Regions from separate parts of the Mus musculus genome. Here all the other regions are linked to region 1. A link is a contact called in public promoter capture Hi-C and targeted proximity ligation data. All regions are on one chromosome and are shown on one strand. The core of a region is the stretch at or near the end of the contact, and the rest is flanking DNA. Distances in the headings are between cores, read along the strand shown. Region 1 holds the start of Fth1 (ferritin heavy polypeptide 1). Region 2 holds the start of Ahnak (AHNAK nucleoprotein (desmoyokin)). Region 3 holds the start of Ccdc86 (coiled-coil domain containing 86). Region 4 has its middle 47 kb from the start of Scgb1a1. Region 5 has its middle 22 kb from the start of Scgb1a1. Region 6 holds the start of Tmem109 (transmembrane protein 109). Region 7 overlaps Asrgl1 (asparaginase like 1).

What was found. Promoter capture Hi-C pulls out the DNA fragments that hold promoters and counts their contacts.
Region 2: a contact with region 1 is called in a targeted proximity ligation map of embryonic stem cells, with 5 times the contacts expected there. A contact is called at or near these places in 3 of 39 promoter capture datasets (the 3T3-L1 cell line, cranial neural crest and embryonic stem cells), 3 of 484 Hi-C or Micro-C datasets (the AML12 cell line, the Ba/F3 cell line and cardiomyocytes), 13 of 130 datasets of targeted methods (astrocytes, bone marrow-derived dendritic cells, embryonic stem cells and 6 more) and 2 of 9 other capture datasets (adipose tissue and macrophages).
Region 3: a promoter capture Hi-C map of pre-B cells shows a contact between it and region 1, with 5 times the contacts expected there. A contact is called at or near these places in 1 of 39 promoter capture datasets (pre-B cells) and 1 of 130 datasets of targeted methods (pancreatic cancer cells).
Region 4: a promoter capture Hi-C map of pre-B cells shows a contact between it and region 1. A contact is called at or near these places in 2 of 39 promoter capture datasets (the C10 cell line and pre-B cells), 1 of 484 Hi-C or Micro-C datasets (the C2C12 cell line), 2 of 130 datasets of targeted methods (embryonic stem cells and pancreatic cancer cells) and 1 of 9 other capture datasets (liver).
Region 5: a contact with region 1 is called in a targeted proximity ligation map of effector CD8 T cells, with 9 read pairs. A contact is called at or near these places in 1 of 484 Hi-C or Micro-C datasets (the C2C12 cell line) and 7 of 130 datasets of targeted methods (acute myeloid leukemia, astrocytes, bone marrow-derived dendritic cells and 4 more).
Region 6: a contact with region 1 is called in a targeted proximity ligation map of pancreatic cancer cells. A contact is called at or near these places in 1 of 39 promoter capture datasets (liver) and 1 of 130 datasets of targeted methods (pancreatic cancer cells).
Region 7: a targeted proximity ligation map of acute myeloid leukemia shows a contact between it and region 1, with 3 times the contacts expected there. A contact is called at or near these places in 2 of 39 promoter capture datasets (the C10 cell line and cranial neural crest), 1 of 484 Hi-C or Micro-C datasets (cardiomyocytes), 7 of 130 datasets of targeted methods (the 230-238 cell line, acute myeloid leukemia, bone marrow-derived dendritic cells and 4 more) and 1 of 9 other capture datasets (embryonic stem cells).

What each region holds. Positions count from the first base shown.
Region 1 is chr19:9,981,113-9,984,415 of GRCm38.p6, reverse strand. Fth1 (ferritin heavy polypeptide 1) reads right to left here and starts at 1,770. Exons shown (of 4, transcript NM_010239.2): 1 at 1,433-1,770; 2 at 89-235. The coding sequence starts at 1,546.
Region 2 is chr19:8,987,476-8,990,778 of GRCm38.p6, reverse strand. Ahnak (AHNAK nucleoprotein (desmoyokin)) reads right to left here and starts at 1,495. Exons shown (of 5, transcript NM_009643.2): 1 at 1,350-1,495.
Region 3 is chr19:10,947,472-10,950,774 of GRCm38.p6, reverse strand. Ccdc86 (coiled-coil domain containing 86) reads left to right here and starts at 1,509. Exons shown (of 4, transcript NM_023731.3): 1 at 1,509-2,497. The coding sequence starts at 1,542.
Region 4 is chr19:9,039,797-9,043,099 of GRCm38.p6, reverse strand. It overlaps a transcript of Ahnak not described here. Among named protein-coding and RNA genes, the nearest start is that of Scgb1a1, 47 kb to the left of the region's middle.
Region 5 is chr19:9,064,673-9,067,975 of GRCm38.p6, reverse strand. It overlaps a transcript of Ahnak not described here. Among named protein-coding and RNA genes, the nearest start is that of Scgb1a1, 22 kb to the left of the region's middle.
Region 6 is chr19:10,880,282-10,883,584 of GRCm38.p6, reverse strand. It overlaps Tmem109 (transmembrane protein 109), which reads left to right and starts at 1,842. Exons shown (of 4, transcript NM_134142.1): 1 at 1,842-1,933.
Region 7 is chr19:9,115,081-9,118,383 of GRCm38.p6, reverse strand. It overlaps Asrgl1 (asparaginase like 1), which reads left to right. Exons shown (of 7, transcript NM_025610.3): 5 at 1,764-1,882. Among named protein-coding and RNA genes, the nearest start is that of Gm41805, 17 kb to the right of the region's middle.

The DNA of each region.
Region 1 (3,303 bases), core at 521-3,020:
AACAACACAAGGACAGAAGCCTCAGTGCACCATCATTTCCTGAATAAAGTCTAACCGCTCATTTAGGGCACCCCTAGGATCTACTTACCTTTATATCCTGCAGGAAGATTCGGCCACCTCGCTGGTTCTGCAGCTTCATCAGTTTCTCGGCATGCTCCCTCTCCTCATGAGATTGGTGGAGAAAGTATTTGGCAAAGTTCTTCAGAGCCACATCATCTCGGTCAAAATAACAAGACTGAAAGTGGAAAGGGTACATGTTACTGATCTCCACTGCAAGGCACCGCAATGGCTGTATGCAAAGGCTGTGAGCCATCCTACTCGGCCTTTTAAAAGTTCAGTAAGGATGGGAAGGCAAACCTTGGGACTTGGCTTTATCAAGTGTTCTACGGCTCGGTATTAGTGCAGAGAAAAAAATTTAAGCCAAGCCCAAATCTACTTGTCTAAGAGGTAGGGTGCTAGAGTATCCTGCATTGGGAGGCCATTTTTCTCCTCCTTCACCAATCATGTAAAAAGTAGCTAACACAAGGTCACAAGGCTTCCAGCTCTACAAACAACCACTGATTTATAAAATTAATGCATCATGCCCTGTTAACAATTGAGGGCATTGCATTTTAGCACAAATATATTAGGAGAAGCTTTGATTTTCAGTTTTAAGCACTCAGTGTATTCATATTCCAGGAATGACAGCCACAGAAGTTGGACCTGTTTCAAAGTCCAGGCCTTCCCCAAACCTGTTTTTCAGAAACTATTACATGGAAAACTTCCTTGTCCAGCAATTGATAGCAGGCTTTTCCCAACAAGTATGTACCTACCACTTGTTAGTAAGCCACACTCATGCAAAATAAGAAAAATACAGTAACATGATGCCTTGTAAATGCAAGGTCGGGGTGACACTGATAACTACAGAAGGGGAGATTCCTAGCGATAAGTTTCAATGCAAGTGAGGCTCTGTGATAAGCAGAGAGGTGGAGGCGGCTGCTTTGAAGGGGACAAGAGTAAGCTCACAAGAGATAAGCCTCTTTACACCAGGCCCCAAGGCTGCCACTCGACACCATGACCAAGCAGACCCGCCATACTCCAGGAGGAACTGGAGCAGGATGCATAACCAAACAGAGAAGCTTGTAGGCCACGTGATCGGAGGGGACGAGCGTGCAGAAAATGCACCTAACTGCAGGGTTGATTGGCCAGGCTGACAGTCGTACTGCCCTAAGGCTTCAAAAAAAAGTGGTGTAATGACATGCCTGATCTATGCAGGAGCCACAAGGTGCTATGTGCTCAGACTTGCCACGGCAGGGCTGCCTGCCTTAGGAAAGAACCCCGAACAAACTCCATTTTCCAGAAGGGCGCTGGAAGGCGGGGAAGCCCGCAGCAGGCCACGCCCCGACCCACCCTCCGCCGGCTCCCCAAGTGGCCCTGAGGAGGCCGCACTCACCATAGACAGATAGACGTAGGAGGCATACAACTCCAGGTTGATCTGGCGGTTGATGGCAGCCTCCGCGTCCTGGTGGTAGTTCTGGCGCACTTGCGAGGGAGACGCGGTGGTCATGGTGGCGGCGGGGCGAGGCGCGGTGGCGACGCTGGAGCGGCGGAACGACGAAGTTGCAAAGGGCTCAGGCTCGAAGCGGCCGGCGGGGGTCGGAGGGGTCGAGCACCGGGTTCCGTTCAAGCACTGTTGAAGCAGGAAACCGCGGCGACTCTGGGCGAGAACGTCTGGCGCAGGAGGGGACAGCGGGCCGCACTTATAGCGGGATCCTGCGTCAGGCGAGCGCTGGCCAATCAGCGCAGCGGGCCGCGCCGCCCCGCCTCTTCCTGTGGGCGTGTTGCCCAAACCCGCAGGGCGCGGGCGGGGAGGAGCCTGTGTGAGTGTGAGGCGACGCAAGGGGCTCTGAGCTTCTGCAAGAGCGGTGCCTGGCAACAAGCGCGCTGTTTCTGTGGCCCGGGGCGGGCGTAGTTGGATCTAGCCGTACTGCAGAGGCATCTGGGTCCCAGATGGGCACAGAGGGTACCGATGAGGATGATTTTCAATTCTCACAGGATATCCCTAAACTCTAGGCAAAGTGCGTGTTGTTAGTCGTGACATACACCAGACAGCGACTTCGTCTTACAAATAGGAAAATGGAAGCGTGGCGCTGTAAATGGCGAACGACATATAAGTTGGACTGGGAAAGAGCGGCTTTCCCTCCTTCAGAATCTGTGGAGAGAAGCTCAGAGGAGGAGTAGGGGAACTATTGGCGAGGAGGTTAGGGTCTACCCTGTTCTTCTGACTCAAGCAACCCCGGCTTTTTGCTAAGGCAAACATGGCTCTGAGAACAGTTGAAAAAACAAAGGCTAAGAAGGCGCATTTCTCCTTAGAGCAGGACAACAGCCGTCTGTCTATAGGGCAATCCTGGGGCCAAACCATTTAGGTTTCTGAGAAAGCCCCTGGTGATGCTTGAAATTAAGAGACGTCTCTGGATTAGAAAAGTAAAGAAGTGACCTACGTGTGTCTGTTTCAAAATGGTCTCCTTTATCTTTCTCAGTAACCTTTGGGTTTGTCCTTGGAGTGAAGTTGATGCTTGCAGAATGGCAGGTGACAGGTGCAGGAAACTGCAGAGGGACAAGCCAACTGTGTCTATCTTGTAGCTGTGGCCCAGCTTCAAAATGGGTGCGAATTCTTGGATAGCAAGCAGAACTAGAGATTAGCCACTGCGTCTTGCTAGGCCCTGCCATCCACATCCACTTGTGCTCAGCCTTGTCTAGTCTTTAACACAGGTGGAGAACCAGCAGATGCTGTTCATATTCTCAAAACTGGAAGTTGGACTTCGATTTTGTTGTTATTGTTTTGAAGCAAGATTGACAAAGTTACTGGATCAGTAACCCAGACTGGCCAGGGACTCTCTGTGTAAGCCAGGCTGGTTCGTCAGAGAGCTGGGATTATAACCCTCTTCCCCCCTTTTAAGGTACGTCTACTGAAATACATTACTAGTACTTAGTCTTTTAAAACTACACGTTATATATGTTCTTTTCAGGAAAGATTTCAGTGGTAATCTAGCTGCAGGATGCTTCTGGATAAATATCCTGGAGTCAGACTTCAGGACGATGGCCCTAGGAGACTGATGCTGAGCTAAAGTTGATGAACAAATTCCCTTTGGAAAGTGGAGGAGGGAGGTGGGGAAAGGAGTTCTAAGTAGAGGGAATAGCAAATGGGCAGGCATGGGAATGCTTCCCTTGTTCAAGGAACCTTAAGGAAAGTGTGTTTGTTGGCCCGAAAAACGAAGTGCATGTTGGGGAGAGCTGGAAAGAACATAGTCAGACTGGCGAGCC
Region 2 (3,303 bases), core at 246-2,745, 990 kb after region 1:
CATTTGACTTGTAGGATATCCCCGGGTCACCCCAAGAGTCTTCAGTGCTCATCGCCATGTACAGCTAGCCCTGATGTCAACCCAACGCCACCAAGGTTCTGCGTCCCCCAAATCTGCCTCGGCACTGAAAGGGGCTCCAGCCAGAGGAGGCCCAGGCTCCCGCACACTGCACATCCCCTCCCTGCATGGGAAAGCCTTACATAACACAGCTCTCTGCACACACCCTAAGCATGTTGCCTTTCCAACCCCACAGTAGGATCTTGCCCCCCGCCCTCTCCGCTGGCGCGCACTGCAAAAGTGAAGGGTTCCAAAGGAGAGCAGGGAAGTCCTTCACCTACGCCCTGCGCTCCGGCCCCCACCGCCTACACACGGCCTCTTTCCCCCTCCGCTTTGCCCCTCACCCCCACCCCCACCCCCGAATTCTGGTTTGAATTAGTCACCGGCTCCAACCACTACATTCCTCAGGCTGCTGGAATCCAGCCAGGCGCTGGGGCGGGGGCCATCCCGCCCGGACGAGTTTGGGAGTGGGGTGGGGTGGGGAGAAAGCACCGCCCCTAGAAGGAGCAAGGGAGGTTCTGGGGACTGTGTCGATTGCACAGCCCCCTCCCCGCCCACCCAGCGCAGGAATCTCCCTAATTATGTCCCCCACCCCCCCTCCCACTCCCACCCATCCCACAGGGAGGCACGCTGCAAACTTCCAGGCTCCGACGCCCTGGAGAAAGAAGGGAGTTTTCTGGATCTGGAAACACAGAGGGGCAAGACTAGGGCGGGGCAGTTGAAGGGGAGCTGTTAAAGTCGCCGCTAGGAGCCAGAAAGGGAGAGGCTGGTGGTACAGAGCAGGGTGGGGCCGAGGGGAATCCGGACGCGAAGTTCGAGATGGAGGTGTGGGGAGCCGCGAAAGACAGCAGAGGGGGCACGCGGTGCAGGGGCGCGGGAGGGGCGATGGGGCTCTTGGAAACTTCTCCAGTAAACATGGTATAGGAACCAAGTAGCGCTCTGAGCCGCCGCCCCAAAGAGATGGAATCGGTCAGGGACCACCAGATCAGGAACGCCCTGCACTGCAGTTGGAACGACAATACATCCGCGGGAAAAAACTAAAAGCGCAGCAAAGCACACTTCGAAGCGATTTTCTAACTTAGTTAAACTTGGCCCCAACTCCGGAGAAAGAGCTTTACTCCCGAAGCGTGACGCGTCGCCTGCCCCGGCGGCCGCAAGCGGCCAGGTTTGCTCCCAACAGTCGGAACCCTCGTAGTGACACTACCGCAAATGCACCTTGTCCGAGTCCCTCTCTCCCCTGGTCGCCCGAACCCTGGCCCCACACCTTACCGCCCAGCGCTCCGCTTCCCTACCTGCGGGCTCAGCCCCAGGACGCAGCCATAGCCGGCGAAGGGCCCGAGGTCGCAGTGCTGACTGCTGGCGACGGCGAGCCCCAGTCGGGGCGGGTCTGGCAGGGCGGACAGTGCAGTCCCCGCGGCAGAGCTGCTCCAAGTGGCCGGGCCCCCGTGCGCGGAGGCGGCTCTTGTAACTCGGGCGGGTCTGCCCGGAGCTGTGGGGAGAGGGCGGGGCCGGGCGGGGCCCGAATAGGGCAAGGACCCGAGAGCACGACTAACACTGAAGCCACCCTGGAATGGGCCGGTGAAGGGAGAAGGTTGAGGGGGCTCAGGGACGAGGAGGCGTCGCCTTTTCCCCTCCCCTATCCCATCTATTGCTCCTGTCCCGGCTCTGGATCTTCCCACCCCATTTTAAACAGTGTGTGTGTGTTCACCGGCAAGAAATTCCTGGAAGCACGCAGGGGCACAGATTCACAGTCGGAATCCAGAGTCAACCTAGTCTGCAGAAGAGCCAAGAAGCTCAGATGATTCAACCTCGACCTCCAGCCTCCACACAGACCTTTGAGCTTTCTCTCAAGCTCAGATACATTAATCCCAGGCCCCAGCCTCCTCTCCCAGTTCCCAGGCTTCTTGCAGCCTCGCCCCGTTCCTCGCCTTCAGGCTCTCTCCTCTTCTACAAAACACACTGACTCTAAGACTTAGATCCGACCCCTAGGAATGGAGTCACCTATGCACCACACCACGGTGCTGTTCTTCATTGCAGCGACACCAGTCAGGCCTGCAGCTGTTGGACGCACCATGGAACAACTCACTCTCTCCTGTAAACTCTGTCCCCCATGCCTTTTGGGTATTTTATTTGGGGGAGGGAGCACAGACTGTGTAGCCCGGCCATCACAGAACTGGCTAGAACTGACAGCCTTACAGATTCCCCTGCCTCTGCCACCCTGGGACTAAAGGCATGAACCACTATGCCCCAGTAAGCTTGAGGAACCCAAGATCCAGCACTTTCTTTGCATTCCCAGGCCTTCTGCGCCTCTCACAGCTCCTCCCCCATATTTCCATTTGCAAGTTGCTCCGCTCCCCAATTTACAGCCATTTCCCACAGCCACTTCTAACTCTATGTGGATTTTATTAAATGCTTAATGATGGGGTTGCAGAGATGTTCTGGCTGCATCCCCCCTCCGCACCTCCCTTTTTCTCCTTCCCTATTGAGTTCTACCCTCTCTGGCAGGTGGCTACCCAGCTGCCCACTCCAGTTTCCCTTCCTTCCCAAATGCCCCAAGAGGCCTCAAGCTGGAGAACTGAGACCTTGGCCTGAGGCAGGAGCACCTTCGCTCCAAGATCATGAGTGGGCTGGGGCTGAGACCAGCCCTGCCCTGTCCTCTGAAATGGCAAACATGTTTGCAGGCTAAAAATATCAGCCAAGTCTGCTGCCAGCCCTGGGGGCTGTGTCCAGGTCCAGTTACCACACAGGGTACAGGCGATGGGGGGAGGGAGACAACAGAAGGGAGTGACAGAGAACAGACACAGATGTAATGGACACACCAGGGTGGAGAGAAATGTAGGTAGAAATTCAGACAGGCATGGACATGTAAAGACAGGCAAAGCAGAGACTTGGCTACTAACATTCCTCTCTCTCTCTCTCTCTCTCTCTCTCTCTCTTTCTCTGCCCCTCCTCAAACCCACTAGACATCACAAACACACTGTCAATTGGCTTAACAGCCCCCCCCCTCCAAATCTACTCCCTTCCCAGCACACTCCCTACGGTGAACTCAGTAAGTTCCAGGCCACCCAGAGATACCAAGTGAGGATCAGGCCAAAACACATTTCAAAAAATAAAACTCAAGAGCCAGTCATGTTTTTTTTTTCCTTTTACTTAGTGTGCATGATCATGTGGAGGCCATGGGACTTGTGAGGGTCTCTTCTCTCTTTCCACTGGGATCAAAGAGGTCATGAGGTTTGGTGGCAACTA
Region 3 (3,303 bases), core at 260-2,759, 970 kb before region 1:
AGCACACGAGTGCTACAGTTTCTAGTGACATGTAGAAGCTGTACTATTCCCTACCCCTAAGAATGGACTCAGGTTGACTCCATGTGTGGCAGTGCCTAGGGAGTGTGTCCAAGAATTGTGCTTTCTACCTTGCTCACAGGAACGTTTCTCTGGGTCTTCATCTTCCCTGCCTCCTCCTGGATCAGCAAGTAACCATCCCGGCAGAGATGAAGGTTTTAATTGTTTTGTTTTGTTTTGTTTTGTTTTGTTTTGTTTTGTTTTTCGAGACAGGGTTTCTCTGTGTAGCCCTGGCTGTCCTGGAACTCACTCTGTAGACCAGGCTGGCCTCGATCTCAGAAATCTGCCTGCCTCTGCCTCCCAAGTGCTGGGATTAAAGGCTTTCGACACTGCATCTCTTAGCCTATCAGCCAATCAATCAGACAGAGGACTCCAAAGAAATGAAAATTTCCCCAGAATTCTCATGCTGGGAGAAGAAAAAGGTACCAGCCAGAGGGGAAACTTGTCTCCTGGAAAAAGATTTCAGAGTTCTAAAAGCTTGTCAGACCACCTTACAGGATGAGACTAAAACCCAGATAATAATGGGCCAATGGTGGGCAGAGTCATACCTTGGTAAGGACTACTCAGATGTATTTATCCTTGGCCCTCTATCTAAATTTTTTATCTAAATTTAGAACCCTGAGGTCAAATTTGGGTGATTCACAGAATCTCTTTGCCCCTCTTTCTAGTATGACTACATTGAATAAATCTCCTTTTTCTAAAGATTTCCAGTTTTTAATGTGTCTCTTTCAATTGGCTTATTGAGGATAAGGTAGCTAGACCTGACTTCGGGCACAGGTTGTGAACCCCCAACATTGACAACAAGCAGTCAAGGTTTTCTGGGCCACAGACCTGACACTTTGCTGATTAACTGAAACTGTTCAAAGATGAGAACCACCTATTGCATACTTGGGCCCACTAGTAGAGAAGAGGAAGTGAAAAGAATGGGAACGTTTGAGACAACTCAAAAACTGAAGATTTCCCACTCAGGAAGACCACCAGGACCTTCCCCTTTGTTACACAGCGCAAAGCTACTGTGCTACAAAAGATAAAAGAAAAGGCGATGTTTGCGGGCCCAGCAGTTCCAGAACAAGTTAGCGCGCTGATTCGGCTCTGCCTACAAACTCCCTCCGCCTTTTTCCAACCTCTTCTCTCAAGAAAAAAAAAATTATTTTTATATGTGTGTGTGTGTGTGTGTGTGTGTGTGTGTGTGTGTGTGTGTGTGTGTATGTATAATATACCCCCACCCCATCCCCTTGCAAGAACTCGCAGTTTGCAAAAAACGCATCGCAGAAACCAAGCAACTAAACTCTGTAACTGAGCTCATGCACAACACGCATGCGTCTACTAAGCCCAGCCTCCCGGGACCGACTTCATCCCCGGCTCCGCCTACCCACGGGTCTCTCTACCGCAAGTGCGCTTCCTGCCCGGTACGGAAATGGACGAGTCTGACGTCATATGAAGGCGCCGACAGTTCCGAAGGCTACAGAGGCTACACGTGAGCCATGGATACGCCGCTGAGGCGCAGCCGGCGGCTGGAAGGCCTAAAACCTCTGTCTCCAGAAAACCTTCCTGTCCCCGAAGTCTCTCGGGCGAAACGGGCTCTTGTAGATTTCAAGTCGAACTCAGAAGAAACAGGAGAGCTCAAGTCTACGAGAGTTCCACCACTGAGCCTTCCGTCTCCCGGACCTCAGCCGGAGACGAGCCCCGGATCGCCCTGTCCACCACTGAGCCTTCCGTCTCCCGGACCTCAGCCGGAGACGAGCCCCGGATCGCCCTGTCCACCACTGAGCCTTCCGTCTCCCGGACCTCAGCCGGAGACGAGCCCCGGATCGCCCTGTCCACCACTGAGCCTTCCGTCTCCCGGACCTCAGCCAGAGACGAGCCCCGGATCGCCCTGTCCACCACTGAGCCTTCCGTCTCCCGGACCTCAGCCAGAGGCGAGCCCCGGATCACCCGGTCCTAGACAGGATGCAGACGATGGGTCCCCACAAAGGCAGCCAGAGCCTCACCCCGGGTCCCTTCAACCTCATCAAGATCTGGGCCTGGAGTCACCTGCAGGACAGACAGAGTCGAGCCCGGAATCCCCGCAACGAGAGCAGCCATCCAAATTACCTCCCCCACAGGGAGAACTGGACTCTGAGGCGGCCCACGCTAAAGAGGAGGTGATCCCAGGATCCCCCGAGCCTTGCCCGGGCCAGCAAGCACCGGGTCCCGAGCCCTCTCAGCCAGCACAGGAGCTGACGGTCCAGGCACCTAGCTCCCCAGAGCGCCAGTTGGAGCCAGGCAAGCTGCCTCCGGCGGGAGAGACAGTAACAGAAAGTCTCAACCTAAAGAAGCGAGTTATAGCCTCTCCCCAGGCCCCAGCGTCCAAGAAATTGAAAGAGAAGGAGGAGCTTCCTGTAATTCCGAAAGGGAAGCCCAAATCCGGGCGTGTGTGGAAAGACCGCTCCAAGAAGAGGTAAAGTGGGGGTAGCATGGGTGATGTGTTGGGTTCTTAGTACATTTGGACCTTGCCTTCGCCTGAATGCAATCCAAGGGTTGTAAAGAGTTCACCCGAATGAAATTAACAAACACGATCATAATGTCAAAATGCCCTAAGGTCGGGGAGGGAGATAGATCCTCAAAGATCATTTCTTTAATGTCTGCCCTAGACGGTGTTCTTTTGAGCTTTCTTCCCATCCTTTTTTTATTATGAGGCAGGGTCTCACTGTATAGCACTGGCTGTCCTGAAATTCAGAGATACACCTGCTTCTGCTTCCCTAGTGCTGGGTTTATAGACGTGCCACCTTTACCTTGTCCGCCACATCTCGTGTGGCAGGCAGAGCAAGAAAGGCGGCCATTATATGAACATAGTGAGGTCCTTTCCACTGTTGTCTGCTAGCTGTTGTCTTTGATAAAAAATGTATCATGGGACACTGGTTATGTATCACGGTAAGGATGGCCAAAGAGAGAGGCTTTCATAGCCAGCAGCACATGTAATCATCTACCCTTTGGAGCAGGTGTTACTAGGATTGGTGTTGTACATCTGAGGAAGCCAAGGCTCAAGGAGGCTAACTGAGACACGGGATGGGAGCATAGGTTTGATTGCAAAGCGTGTGAGTGAACCCGTTAACCTGCTTCTGGTGGCCAGCTTCCCTTGGGTTCCAGCCTTCTTAAGACATGAGGTCTTCCCTGTCCCTTCAGTGCTGGGGCATGGGAGTGCTCAGTTTAGATTTCTCAGTAAAGGAATGAGGAAGGAGGCTCATGTGGAAAGGACATTGTTTA
Region 4 (3,303 bases), core at 595-3,094, 940 kb after region 1:
AACACTGACTAGATGGAGAATATGGAATTAGTAAAAGCCAGAGGTGGTAGTCATTGAGGTGGCTCATGCCTGAATTCCCAGAACTCCAGAGGCTGAGGCAGGAGAACTGAAGTGAGTTCAAGGTCAGCCTGTACTACATATGGAGAGTCACAGTGAGAAAGGAAGGAAAGGGATGGAGAGAAGGTGGGGGCTTGAAAAGAAGGATCAAAGGTATGTTAGAGGTCTCTCTGGTGAGGTGACATTTACCAAGAGAAGAATTTCCCAAGCAGAAGGGCATTCCAGGCATAGTTCATAGCAAGGAATTTGATTGTCAAATCAAAGAACAGCAAAGGATCAGGAATGGAGAGCAGGAGCCAGATGCTGTAGAAGTAGAAGTCTTAAATCATTGCTAGCCCTTGAGCTGTGTTTCACAGTGAGATGGAGAGTCACAGAAAGGTATAAGTGGTAAATGACATAATTTTTTTTGAGATATTTAGAATAAGTTGGCCTAATTGACTAATGTTTTGAAAAAGTCAATCTTGTTGCTATGATATAAAAAGGACCAGAGGGTCCAAGACACAGAAGCAACTGTCATAGTGTGGGTGAGAGTTAGGAGCTCAAATCAGGACCGTTGTGGGTAGTCACAGAAAAGTGACTGTATTATAGAGGTGGAAAGACAGAATGGGGGAAATTGCTAATGGCATATCAAATGTAAAAGATGGGCTCAGCACCTGTTCATCTGGACAAGATGACATTTATGAAGACAAAACTCTGTGAGCCACCGCAGTAGAGGGTAGGGAGGTAGGAGAACTTTCCCAGCAAGTGTTCACACATCTCCTGATGTATAACGTTCACCTGATACAAGCTAAGGGCCATATCAAGAAGTTCCATTACTGGATATATACTGAAAAGAAGTGGGTGCAGGGCCAAGATGACTCAGCTAATAAAGAAGGTTGCAGCTGAGCCTGACAATCTGAACTCCATCCTCCAGATCTTCACAGTGAAAGGTGAGAACCAACTCCCAAAAGTTGTCCTCCAATGTCCACTGACACATTGTGGCACATGCAAAAAAAAAAAAATGTTTAAGACAGTAACTCAGATTATGTAGTCCTGGGTAGCCTGGAACTTGCTATGTTGATCAGGCTGTCCTCTTACTCACATAAATCTACGTGCTCCTGCCTCCTAAGTACTGAGATTGGAGGTATGCACAACCGTGATCATGCCCATCAGTAAATGTAATTTTTGAACGAAAGAGATATTTGCTCATCAGTGCTCATAGCAGAACTATTCACAAAAGGTAGAAAGGCATCCTAAATATCCATCAACAGATAAGCAGGTAAATGTGGCATATACGAGAAATAAACTACTATTAATATAGAACAGAGATCATATTCTGACATGTGCTGTAACATTCAGAACACTACTACAAGTAAGCCAGACCCCAAAAAACAGATGTTTTAGAGTCCACTGATATGAGGTACTTGGAATCATGGGATTCACAGAGTCACACCAAGGAAGGTGGTTTCCAGGAGCTGGGTAATGGGAATAGGGAGTTGGTGTTTAATGACTATAGAGTTTGAGCTGAGGGAGATGGCAAGAGTTCTGGAGGTAGCATATGGTAAGGATCCCACAAGCACAGGCAGGTACTTAATATCACTGAAGTGAATATCCCAAAAGGGTAAAGCCAGGGGCTGGAGAGATGGCTCAGAGGTTAAGAGCACTAGCTGCTCTTCCAGAGCACCCAAGTCCAATTTTCAGAACCCAAAAGGCAGCTCACAGCTGTGTGTAACTCTTCTGGCCTCCAAGGACACCAGGCATGTATCTAGTACATGTAGAAGCAGGTGCACACATAAGCACAGTTCTCTCTCTCCCCCCCTCTGTCTCACTTCCTCTTTCTTCTCTCTCAAATAAAATAAATAGACTTAAAGGAGAAGGAGGAGGAGAAGAAGAAAAAGAAAAACAGTTAAAGCAGACCTAGTATCATAGACCTACAATTGGTCTGCACTTCTACCTACCTGGGAGGTTAAGGCAGAAGGATTCAAAGCTGGGCTACAGAATGAGTTCATATAAGTTGAAGCTTATCTCAAAGTAAAAAGTTAAAAACAGGACTTGGGAGAAGGGTGGTAAAGTGGTTGCCCAGCATGCATAGAGCCTTGAAGTCAATGCCCACGATGAATAAACCAGGTGTGACAACCAACTCATACTGTAATCCCAGCATTCATAAGGTGGAAGCAGAGGATCGGGAGTTCAAGGCCATCCTTGCAAATTCAGCAAGTTTGAGGCCAGCCTCAAGGTCATCCTCTGCTACATACTGAGATCAACTCAGCCTGGATTCCAAGAGAACTTTTGAAAAAAAAAAAAAAGAAAGAAAAAGAAGCCGGGCGTGGTGGCACACGCCTTTAATCCCAGCACTTGGGAGGCAAAGGCAGGTGGATTTCTGAGTTCGAGGCCAGCCTGGTCTACAGAGTGAGTTCCAGGACAGCCAGAGCTACACAGAGAAACCCTGTCTCGAAAAAACCAAAAAAAAAAAAAAGAAAAAGAAAAAGAAAAAGAAAGGTAAGAAGAAAAAGAATAAAGAAAGGAACCAGGTAGTGGTGGTATGTGCCTTTAATCACCAGGACTTGGGATGCAGAGGTAAGTGGATCTCTGTGAGTTTGAGGCCAGCCTGGTATACAGAGTGAGTTCCAGGACAGCCAAGAACACACACAGAGAAACCCTGTCTCAAAAAACAAAACAAAAAAACAAACAAAAAAAAGAGAGAGAAGAAAGAGTAGGAAGAAAAAGAAAAAAAGATGAGAGATATATAGCTCAATAGTAGGACTCTTGCCTAGAAATTTCAAAGCCCTGGGTTAAATTGCTCTTAGTAGAAAATAAAAAGGTTAAAATGGTATTTTAAAAGGTTATTTTAAAGCTTTTACCAAGTTCACGTGTGAGCATGACTCAGGCACTTAAATATAAAATGAACTGGGTGTGGTAGCACATGCCTGTCTGTAATCCTAGTACTGGGGGAGGGGGGGAGGCAGGAGGATCACAAGCGCCAAGCCAACATGAGCTACTCAGGAAGACCCCCACCTCCGTCTAAAAATAAACAAACAGAAAGAAAAAGCAAACAAATTATAGCCTGCACATGTTACAGCGCTGAAACGGCCTAGAGCCCGGCAGCTTCAGGGCTGCTCCGCTGCCCTTGAAACAGGGCGACGAGGTCTGCAGGAACATGGCTGCCTCAGCTGTAATTTGAGTTTCCACACTCCAACATCTCACCTTCAAAATGACCATTAGCCTTGAAGCCACAGACTGACCAGGCTCCCAGGTAGCTCCACCTGA
Region 5 (3,303 bases), core at 331-2,830, 920 kb after region 1:
CTACCTTGGTTCAAAACTTTTACCCTCAGGCTGAGGAGATAGCTTAGTGGAGGTAAAGTGCTTGCCATGCAAATGAGAATAGCTAAATTCAGTCCCCAGGACCCGTGCAATCCCAGCACCAGCAAGGCAGAAACATGCAGGTCACTAGGGCTCAGCAGCCAGCCATGTAAATGGGGTTGTGGAACCTGCTTGGGTGGTAAGTAGTGATCTAGCAGGGAAGACTTAACTGGGATTTAAAGATTGGAAAGACGTGGGCCAAGCAAAGCCAAGAAAGAGCATCCTGACAGACAGTGAGAACCCTGGTAGAGCATGGGAGGAAAGACTAGCTACATCTAGGGGAGTACAAGGGTGCCAAGATAAAGAAAATGACTTACATAGGGGCTATTGAGGAAGCTGAGATCTGAGATAGAACTTTAGACAGCACAGAAAGTGAGTAGTCATGCCGAAAGTGCCAGGCAGCTGGAAGTCAAGGTGGAGAGGCAGATTTGTAGCCCTGGAGACCCCTGTGGTTGAAATGCAGAACCTGCATGAGAGGCAGAGAAACTGTGAAGAGAAGCGGAGGTGGCTGCACAGAAGCCCCATGTGGGGATTTCCAAAGTAGTAATGGTGTTGCCCTCAGGGGGCAGGAGGAGCGGGTGGGGAGATGAGGAGCACGGAGGAGCGGGTGGGGAGGTGGGAGCACCCACAGTTCATCACGGTTTTGTTTCTGCCTGGACCACAGTGGCGCTCACAGGAGGAGAAGCAGCTTCCAGAGAGGGGAAGGGAATCATTCTGGATTCCGGTTTTGACTTCTATTGTATAAATGCTGAATTTGCCTGCCAAGAAAAGAGGGTAGCAGCACACACCTGTAACTCCAGCACTCAGGAGACTAAGGCAAAAGGACTGCTGAGAGACCCAGGCCCACCTGAGCTACAAGCTGAGATTTGTTTCCAAACAAAACAAAATTCAGGCAAAAAAAACTCAGACATATAAGACCAAAACAAAAAAAAAAAATTTTTTAAGAATTTTAATTTAAAAACAGGGAAGCTAATTAACTAGAAATGACCAGCCTAGAAGTGAGATTAGACATCACACAGGTGGATATGTTCCTCTGAACAAAGGCAGAAAAGAAAACAAAGGGATGTGTTTGAGTTTTTAGGGGAGAGAAAGCTTTTTCTTCACTTCTCCTTGTGGTGTTAAATTGTCACAGCCTATCAACTCTAAATCCAAAACATTCCTAAAATCTATCTCTCTCTACTTCCATCTGTAACCCTCCCAGTGCTCATGAGTTCTCCACTAATGAATTTGAGTCAGTTGCTGCCTCTGCTCCCTTCAGCTCATCTTCCACTATGGCGTTTGTGAGATGAACACATACCCACATACCCAAATACACACACACATACCCACATACCCAAACACATACATACACGCATACACACTAAGCTGCAGCAGAAACACAGAGCGGAAAGAAAGGGATGAACTCAGAGAAACCACTGTGGAACAACACAGATTTTCCCAGGCCTGAGCTAGAGAAGCACCAGCTGCTGGGAGAGCCAGGTGTCTAGACTGGTTACCAAGGCAACCAAAGAGTGCACTAGCAGATGCAGAGAGCACACCCTCTTCTTCACCCTACAGTGACAGGAACGGCTTTATGAGCCCAGTTTACTGGTTCCAACCCATGCGATTTTACTGGTACCACCCAGCACCTGGCATACCAGGGGACACTCTAAAGTGGGAAACAGCCACAAAAGTCACAATGACTAACCCTTACTGCGTTGTTATAGTGTTCCAGGCACTGTGCCAAGTGTTTTACATGAATAAAATATCTATGAAGTTAAGATCAGACATGAAGACACCAAGGTTTAGGGAGATTGAGGAACGGTTAACAGCATTAACTTCCTGTTTGGACAGCTGGCTTGTCTCCGCCCTTCTGCTGAGTGAATGGGCTCTGTGGACTCTCCTAGCTCAGCTCTAAGGTAGGATTAAATAAGATGAGTCATGTTGAAGCATTTTAGCTAATGCCTAGCACAAAAATCATGGTTTCTATTGATCACTATAATTGCTGTTATGATTGATGGTTAGGATGTCGATCAAAACAAAAGCAAACTCATGTCTCTTTCTTACATGAAAACCACCAGTGGCTTCCTGCTCCTCACAGGAAGGTCTCACTATACCCTGCCTGCTGTAAAACACTCCAGCTGTGCTATGCCACACAGAACTTGCTAGACATGCTCTGCATGCTACTGCTGCCTCCCTGCCTAGAACATCCTCACTTTCCCAAAAGGAAGAAAGGTAGGCTGTCCAGCCTAGGGGCTGAGAAGATAAAGTGACTGCCATACAAGTATAAAGAACAGCCAGGCGTGGTGGCGCATGCCTTTAATCCCAGCATTTGGGAGGCAGAGGCAGGTGGATTTCGGATTTCTGAGTTCGAGGCCAGCCTGGTCTACAAAGTGAGTTCCAGGACAGCCAGGGCTATACAGAGAAACCCTGTCTCGAAACAAAACAAAACAAAACAAACAAACAAACAAACAAGTATAAGAAGCTAAGTCTAAAACCCCAGCACTCACATAAAAGCTGGTGGCATTGCTCATAACCCCAGCCCTTTGGTCTTACTGGCAGGCTTTACTGACCACCCCGCTCCAGAGTCTACAGAGTGAGTCCCAGGACAGCCAGAGCTACACAAAGAAACCCTGCCTCAAGAAACCAAACCAAACCAAACAAAAGTCATTGTGGATGATCAAGGAAGACACCAGACATTGACCTCTGGCCTCCTCATGAATATGGACACACACATAAATTCACAGTAAAGGCTGGGGAAGAAACTCCAAGAAAAGCAAATGTCTTAGAACCACTTTTTAGTGGAGTTTTAGTTGTATCAAGGACAGGTCTGGGTCTCATCTCTTTTCTACCAAAACTTCAGGTCAATCCTTGGAACAAGAATGCAGTTTAAAGGAAGCTAAGAGCATAAGGTATTTATGGCATAAGCCTAAGGCAAGATATGGGGTCAGAGGGAGGCTGTTCTAGCCTCGTTCCCTCCCAGAAACTTCCTCATTCCCAGACACTTATCTTCTGTTGTTTCACACCTTTTCCAGTCAGCCAAGTGATGGGACTATTGCTGGTAATTGCTTAGAATCATTTATTGGAATTAGTAGTAGTAGTAGTAGTAGTAGTAATAGTAGCAAAACCAGTAACAAAAAAGGAAAAGAAACCTAATCTCAAGGATAGGTGGCCTCTGATGGATAATTAGCCACATATTCCCATGAAACATGCTCAATGTGTCACAGGCCCAACCCAAAGAGAACAATAGTATAGTTAAGAATTTCT
Region 6 (3,303 bases), core at 593-3,092, 900 kb before region 1:
AGAGCAGTCACTGCTCTTAACCACTAAGCCATCTCTCCAATTCCATCTTTTAGGGACTTGACTCAGGTAAAACTTGATCCTTTCAACACAGAAAAGAAAGTAAGGCTAGCTGGGCGGTAATAGTAGTATACACTTTTAATCCCAGCACTCCAGAAGCAGAGGCAGGCAGATCTCTCTGAGTTCAGGGATAGCCTGGTCTTCAGAGCTAGTCCCAGTACAGCTAAGGCTACACAAAGAAACTTTGTCTCAAGTCCCCTACCAGTCAAAAGAACCAGAGTTGAAGTTTATTAAAGATAAGTTGATACATATTTTTAGGAACATGATTTAACAGAGGGGGTGGGGGAGAGAGACAGAGACCAGGAAAAGAGTAAGACATAACCAAGTGTTTATATAGGATTCTGAAGAGGGAGTCACAAATAAGTGTCACACCATTAGCCCATATAAAACATCCTGGCAGCTCTCAAGTTATGCCTTAAAAGGGTTGTTAAGAATTGGTTTTTTTATCCTTTTCTCTCTTTCTGATTAGTGATATTATAGGATGGCTCCAGAAGTGACTGGGTTAGGAATATAATCTAGTAAAATATAACTATGAGCCACTAGGATTGCACCCTTTAGGGGAGGGCTAGGACAGGTCTTTCTTACTGTAAATGTAAGTTTCTAGTGAAGTTCTTAGAAACTTGTAGGTTTACAGCTGGGAAGAGAGAAACACCTAAAGTAGTTTTTGATTCTCAGTTGATGGGAGGTTTTAACAAGACTCCTAAGGGAAGTCCTCCTTTCCCTTCCAATGTTCCCATACATTTCTAATATGTGTGCCTATGTTAATTTCCCAAAAGGCACTTGCAAACTAAAACTAAGTCTAGAAAGAAACCAAAAACACCACTCCCACCCCCACCACCCCTGAGATCTTTTCCACTAAGGCACGCCTGACAACCCGGATTCAATCTCCGGGATCCACACAGCAGGAGAGAACTGACTTCCATAGGAGTATTGTATTGTGCCTGCACACCCGAACGCATGCATAGAATACATAACTACACGTAATTTTAAAATTTATGGGTTGGTGAGATGGTTCAGCGGTGAAGAGCACTAACTGCTCCTCCAGAGGTCCTGAGTTCAATTCCTAGCAACCACATGGTGGTTCACAACCCCCTGTAATGGAATCTGATGCCCTCTTCTGGTGTGTCTGAAGACAGCTACAGTGTATTCATATAAATAAACCTTTAAACAATTTTTACATCTCTGCCTACCTCATCCACAAAGCTACCTCAGTGTTCTAAGGTTTAAAACAAACAAACAAACAAAATAACCCCAGGGCACCTGGGTTGCTTTCCTTTCCCTAACAATTGTAAGCAAAGCTTTGGTGGTCACCCACACATTTTGGGTGAGGTTTTGCTCTCTTCCAGAGCATATGAGTTTCTCCAAGGCCGTACACCGTTCATGTGCCCACTAACACCTTGTGCCTTTCCCCCCTGATGTGCCATTTTTAGCGTGAAAGGTTTCTCAGCCCTCCAAGTGCTCGCCAGCGCCCCGCCTTAGGAACTGCACTTCCCGGGAGGAAACTGCCGCCCTAAATGCGTTGTAGACTCGGATCTGCACCGAATCCCGCATCGAGCACCAACTCTACCCACGCCACAGCCTCGACAGTTCTTTCTTTCCCCTTTCCTGCCAAAGGCTTCGCTTCCGTTCCAACTCCAATTTCCGGCGCCATTCTTCTCTTGGAAATATTTGGGAGGGAAAAAACACGTACAAACCATAATGGAGCGAGCAGAGCGCATGCGTCCACGATGCCTGCCAGAAAGACCTGCCAGTCTCCTCCGTCGACCGCCCCGCGCATGCGCAGACTATAAACCAACACCCCGGGAGTTGAGGCGCCGGTTTGGTGGCGCGTTTTCTAGCGAAGTCCCACGTGAAGGATAGCGGTGACCGGAGCAGGGTGAGTGAGGGCCGAGACCAGGGCTGTAGATGCAGCTTAAAGGACAGATTTGCAGGAGGTAACAGGGCGGAGCCGCAAGGCCTTGCGAGCCCTAGTGGGGAGGGGTCGAACGTGGAACGTGGGGCTTAACAAGTATGGGACCCAGATCCTCGTTGCTATGCAACCAGGGGCGTTGTTACTAGGTAACCCTGGAGGAGAGTGTTTCCCGGGATGAGTGGGTTCGAGCGCTGAGGTCTAGCCCTCCGGAGGGAGCAGCTGCCAGATTTGGGGGATGAGGCCAGTGCCGAACTGCACACCTCCCCCAGCCCCATGGTCCAGCCTCCTGCCGCCTCAGTTGGAGCCCCCCTCAGGGTATCCTGACCTCATGGGCCTCGCGACGCCACTATGGAGTGCTTGGCAGGGGATGTGCTGTTCGAAATAGCACATGCCACTGACCCTATTGCCTGGAGTCTGGGCCTTGGGAAGGGAGCGGCAAGGCTGCACACCCCCCCCCCCCCCCTTTGCAAACACCCTGCCCCACAAACAGTTGCTGGGTAGCAGCTGTCAGGGGTTTAGCGAGGGCTGCCTCCGACCTGCCAGAACGCTGACTTCATTCTCCTTAGTGGTGACTTCGCCACGTTTAGGACCTTCTATCTCAGCTGTGCTTCTCATGTGGCTGTCGTATATTTGGACTGACTATTCAAATAACCTCCTCCCCTTCCCTCCCCCCCCCCCCCCCGCCACCTCTCCATGTCTTTATGTCCTACACTTGTGGCTTCTTGGCAGGGCTTCTGATACTCATTTAGCAAGCACTTAGTCATTCTATGCTAGGTGCTGGGGATTCCAAGAAAAGTTAATGTCAAGTTAGTCTGAGAGTCACTGGGAGGCTGTGGGACAAACTTTGAACACAGTGCTTGCACAAATTATCTAACTTCTTGAAGTAACTCTTAACCCAGTTTCAACAGAACTTACATTTGAGGAGATTGAATTTCAGATAGGTTAAGTAACAGGTGTAAAGGTAGTGGCGGCTAACTTGTGATAGATCTGAACCTGTGTCCTTTGTACAGAGAGCTCTTAGGAGGCTTTGCTTAAAGTAGACTTTTCTCTGCGTTGCTGATCTTTGCAACCACTGTTTGATTATGCCTCAGGAATCCTGGGGAGCTTTAAAAACAAAACAAAAAGGCTGAGCTCCTCCCTGGGAGGGTCTGAGTGGGTTGCCTGGGTGGGGCAAACACCCTTGTTTAACAGGCTAGTCAGGCAGGTCAGATGGGCAATCCAGAGTGAGGATTGCAGATCCACAGGACTGCAGTGAGTAGTGAAGGAACCGTGGGGGCCAGCAGAGGGCACCAAGTTAGTTCTTGCCCCTGTAGTGATTTATAGCGAGAAAGGAA
Region 7 (3,303 bases), core at 589-3,088, 870 kb after region 1:
TCCTATATGGATAAGAGGTCAGTCTGACAGGGCTCCTCTCTGGCACAATTCAGCAGAATATTGCTAGACAGGCTTGGAGGCGCACACACACACACATGATTTCAGCCATGAGGAGGCAGAGAGAGAGAGAGAGGGAGGAGAGAGAGAGAGAGCAGGTTTCAAGACAGCCTGAACTGTAGAGTGAGACCCTAGCTCAAAAACATAATAATAATTCAGTAGGGTACAGGAGCTCACAATGGCATAGAATTCAGTCTTGTAATACTACTGAGTCCCTAATTTACCAGACACCAATGTTCAAATAACCTAGGTAGAGTATATATATATATATATATATATATATTCAGATAAATATACATACATACACACACATATGCATTATATACATATATTTATGTATATACACACACACATACGTGTGTGTGTGTGTGTGTGTGTGTGTGTGTGTGTGTGTGTGTGTTTCCCTTTCCTAGAGAATCAGTTTTGCTGGGTCTGAGGAAAAGAGGCCAGGCAGGTATAATACGAAAGTCTCTGAGATAATAATCTGATGCCTTTCCAGATTATGAGATTGGAGATAGTAACACACTATTATTCTTCTACTTGCTCTGAAATAGGATTTTGCTATATACCCAGGCTAAGCCTGGAATTTGCCTGGAATTTTCCTCCTCCTCAGTTTCCCAGATCCTAGGACTTAAGGCTTTTATTTCTGTAGACTGCAGTCAGGGAGTGAGGCTGCTGGATCAGCGCCTTGTGCTTATTTTTAAAGCTGGTTCCTATTGCTTTCTAAAGTTGTGTATGAGCTGGGGGTTCAGTGGTAGAGTGCATGCTTAGTGCGTGCATAAAGCCCTGGGCCCGATGCCCAGCACTAAACAAAAGACGCCTCTAATCATACAGCGGCACCAGCCAGTACTGCTCTTAGGTGTAAATAAGTGGCTTTCCCTGGATCCTGCAACTTAGAGAGGTCAGGAAAGTTAATTATAGAATGCATGGGTCACCTTTGGCACTCAGAATTGGCTCAGCATGACTGATAACCCTGGCCTCTGTTCCTCTCACTAACACTGTGCAGTCTCCAGAAAGAAAAGGCTTTTTTGCCTCTCTCAGCCCAAAGACTGGCTGTGCACCTGACACCATCAGAAATGAATACTTTTGGGTAATGTGGAAAGATACAAACAGCAGGACTTAGGTAAGGGGGGGCGGGGGTTACATAAAAAGTAACTTTTAGAATACTTAGACCATGAAGCACTTACATCATGTTCCCTTGAAGTGGCAACAGTCCACTTCTTTGCCTCCACCTTATAAAAGTAGCCAGTGAATTAGGGCCATCTCTGAAAGGGTTAAATTTGCCCATGTGTCCATCTCAATAAGAAGCACTTAAGCTGTTTAATTTTTTCTGGTAGCTACAACAAACGTAAAAGAAACATTTAAAATGAGTAAATTTTTGTGATAGGGTCTCACTGTGTAGCCTTAACTAGCTTGGAACTCATTCTGTATACCAAGCCAACCTCAGACTCAGAGATCCACCTGCCTCTGCCTCTGCCTCTGCCTCTGCCTCTGCCTCTCCCTCCTGACAGCTGGGAAGGATGTATTCTTTAAGGTAGAAATGTAAAGAGCCATGTAGAAATCTGCCTGCTAGTGACATGTAAAGTAAGAAACATTGTTTTCTTGAGTCCAGAATCTTAACATATAATATGGTACATAAGGGACAGTGTTGCTTAGGGGCTGTTTCTCATCTTCATTACCTTCCCTTTTCTGCTTATTTTTGACAGAAACTCAGGAACTGTGGGTGCTGTTGCCTTGGACTGCAGAGGAAACTTGGCTTACGCAACCTCTACTGGGGGGATTGTCAATAAAATGGTTGGCCGAGTTGGAGACTCGCCTTGCATAGGTAGGACTAAGAGGTAGATCATGCTCCTCCCTTGCCCTTCATGTCATCAGATTCACACCCTTTCCTGTGTCACTTCCTCTGCCCTCGTGGTGACAGCTTCTAGGAGTGGCATTTGGGTTGGAAGAGGGTTGTTGGGGACCACTGCTCTGAGGTATTGACTTCTAATAGGCACATCAGTTTCCCATGGATTACATTTTGGGGACATCTTGGGAGAGGAAGTGAAAGAGAGGATGCTAAAGTTGTCCCAGGCTGCTGCAGCCATACCTGTCTTCTCTGTAGCCTCAGCTTCAGGGTCCTCAGACTCACTTGCAGAGCCTAAATATAAATACATAGTGCCTCTCCCCAGACATGGCTCACATTAACAATGTAAAAACAAACAACTGAAAACTTGGGCTAGAGTGATGACTTGGGGGAAATATTTGCTGTGCACATATATGGCCCTGAGTTCGGATCCCCAGCACCCATGTAAACGCCTCGTGCAGCACTGGGCATCTGTAACCCAACCCTGGGAGAGGCAGAAATGAGTGGACCATCATAGCTTGCTAGCCAGCTAGTGTAGCTAAACAAGCCAACTCCAGGCTCAGTGAAAGACCATCTCTCCAAAAACTAAAGATGCTGGAAATATATCTTTCCTCTCCACATGCACCCTGCACACACACACACACACACACACACACACACACACACACACACAGAGAGACACACAGAGGGAGGTGGAGCTGAGAATATTTACAGGTACTACATATGAGTAACACACTCCTACAGACTGATATGGCCCTCATATCAACATCAAGCACAAAGCAAGAAGCAGCATGCAGTAGGAGTGCATCTTTTGCTCTGTAGATTTGCACTTTCTTGTAGGACTTCCCACAGACCCCTTCAGCTGAATGACATTTCAAGAAAAGCTAACTTGTCCATCTGCCCAAAGGAAAAGCTTATACTTTTAGCAGAAAACTTGACTTTTTATATATGTTGTGCTACTCTTAGTGATAATTTACACTCTTGGCAACTCTTTGTACCCTGTACAGTAATGGTCTTGAAGAAAATTCTTGGAGCCTCTTTAAAAATCAGAGACCTGCCTGTTGAGGTGGTGTGGCACTCGGAGGCAGAGGTCTGACTCTTATGAAACACTCACCTTTTTTCTCCTTAGCAAAATCCCTGCCAAAATATGGCTGCTCAGTAGTACAGCCTACACCCAGCTGGGATCTGACCAGGCCCCAGAGCCAGGTGGGGTCAGAGCCTAGGAATTAGGTTCAGGCTTTGTGAGTTCTCATGGTACAGTATTGAGAAGAGAAAAAAAATCTATGGCCTGAATTCCCAGAAGCCCCTACATTGATTGTGGGTACCAAATGTGCTTATCTTGACCTTTCTGATAAGCATTCCCCAGGAAAGGTCACCTGTCCTAGTGCGTTCCATAGGTG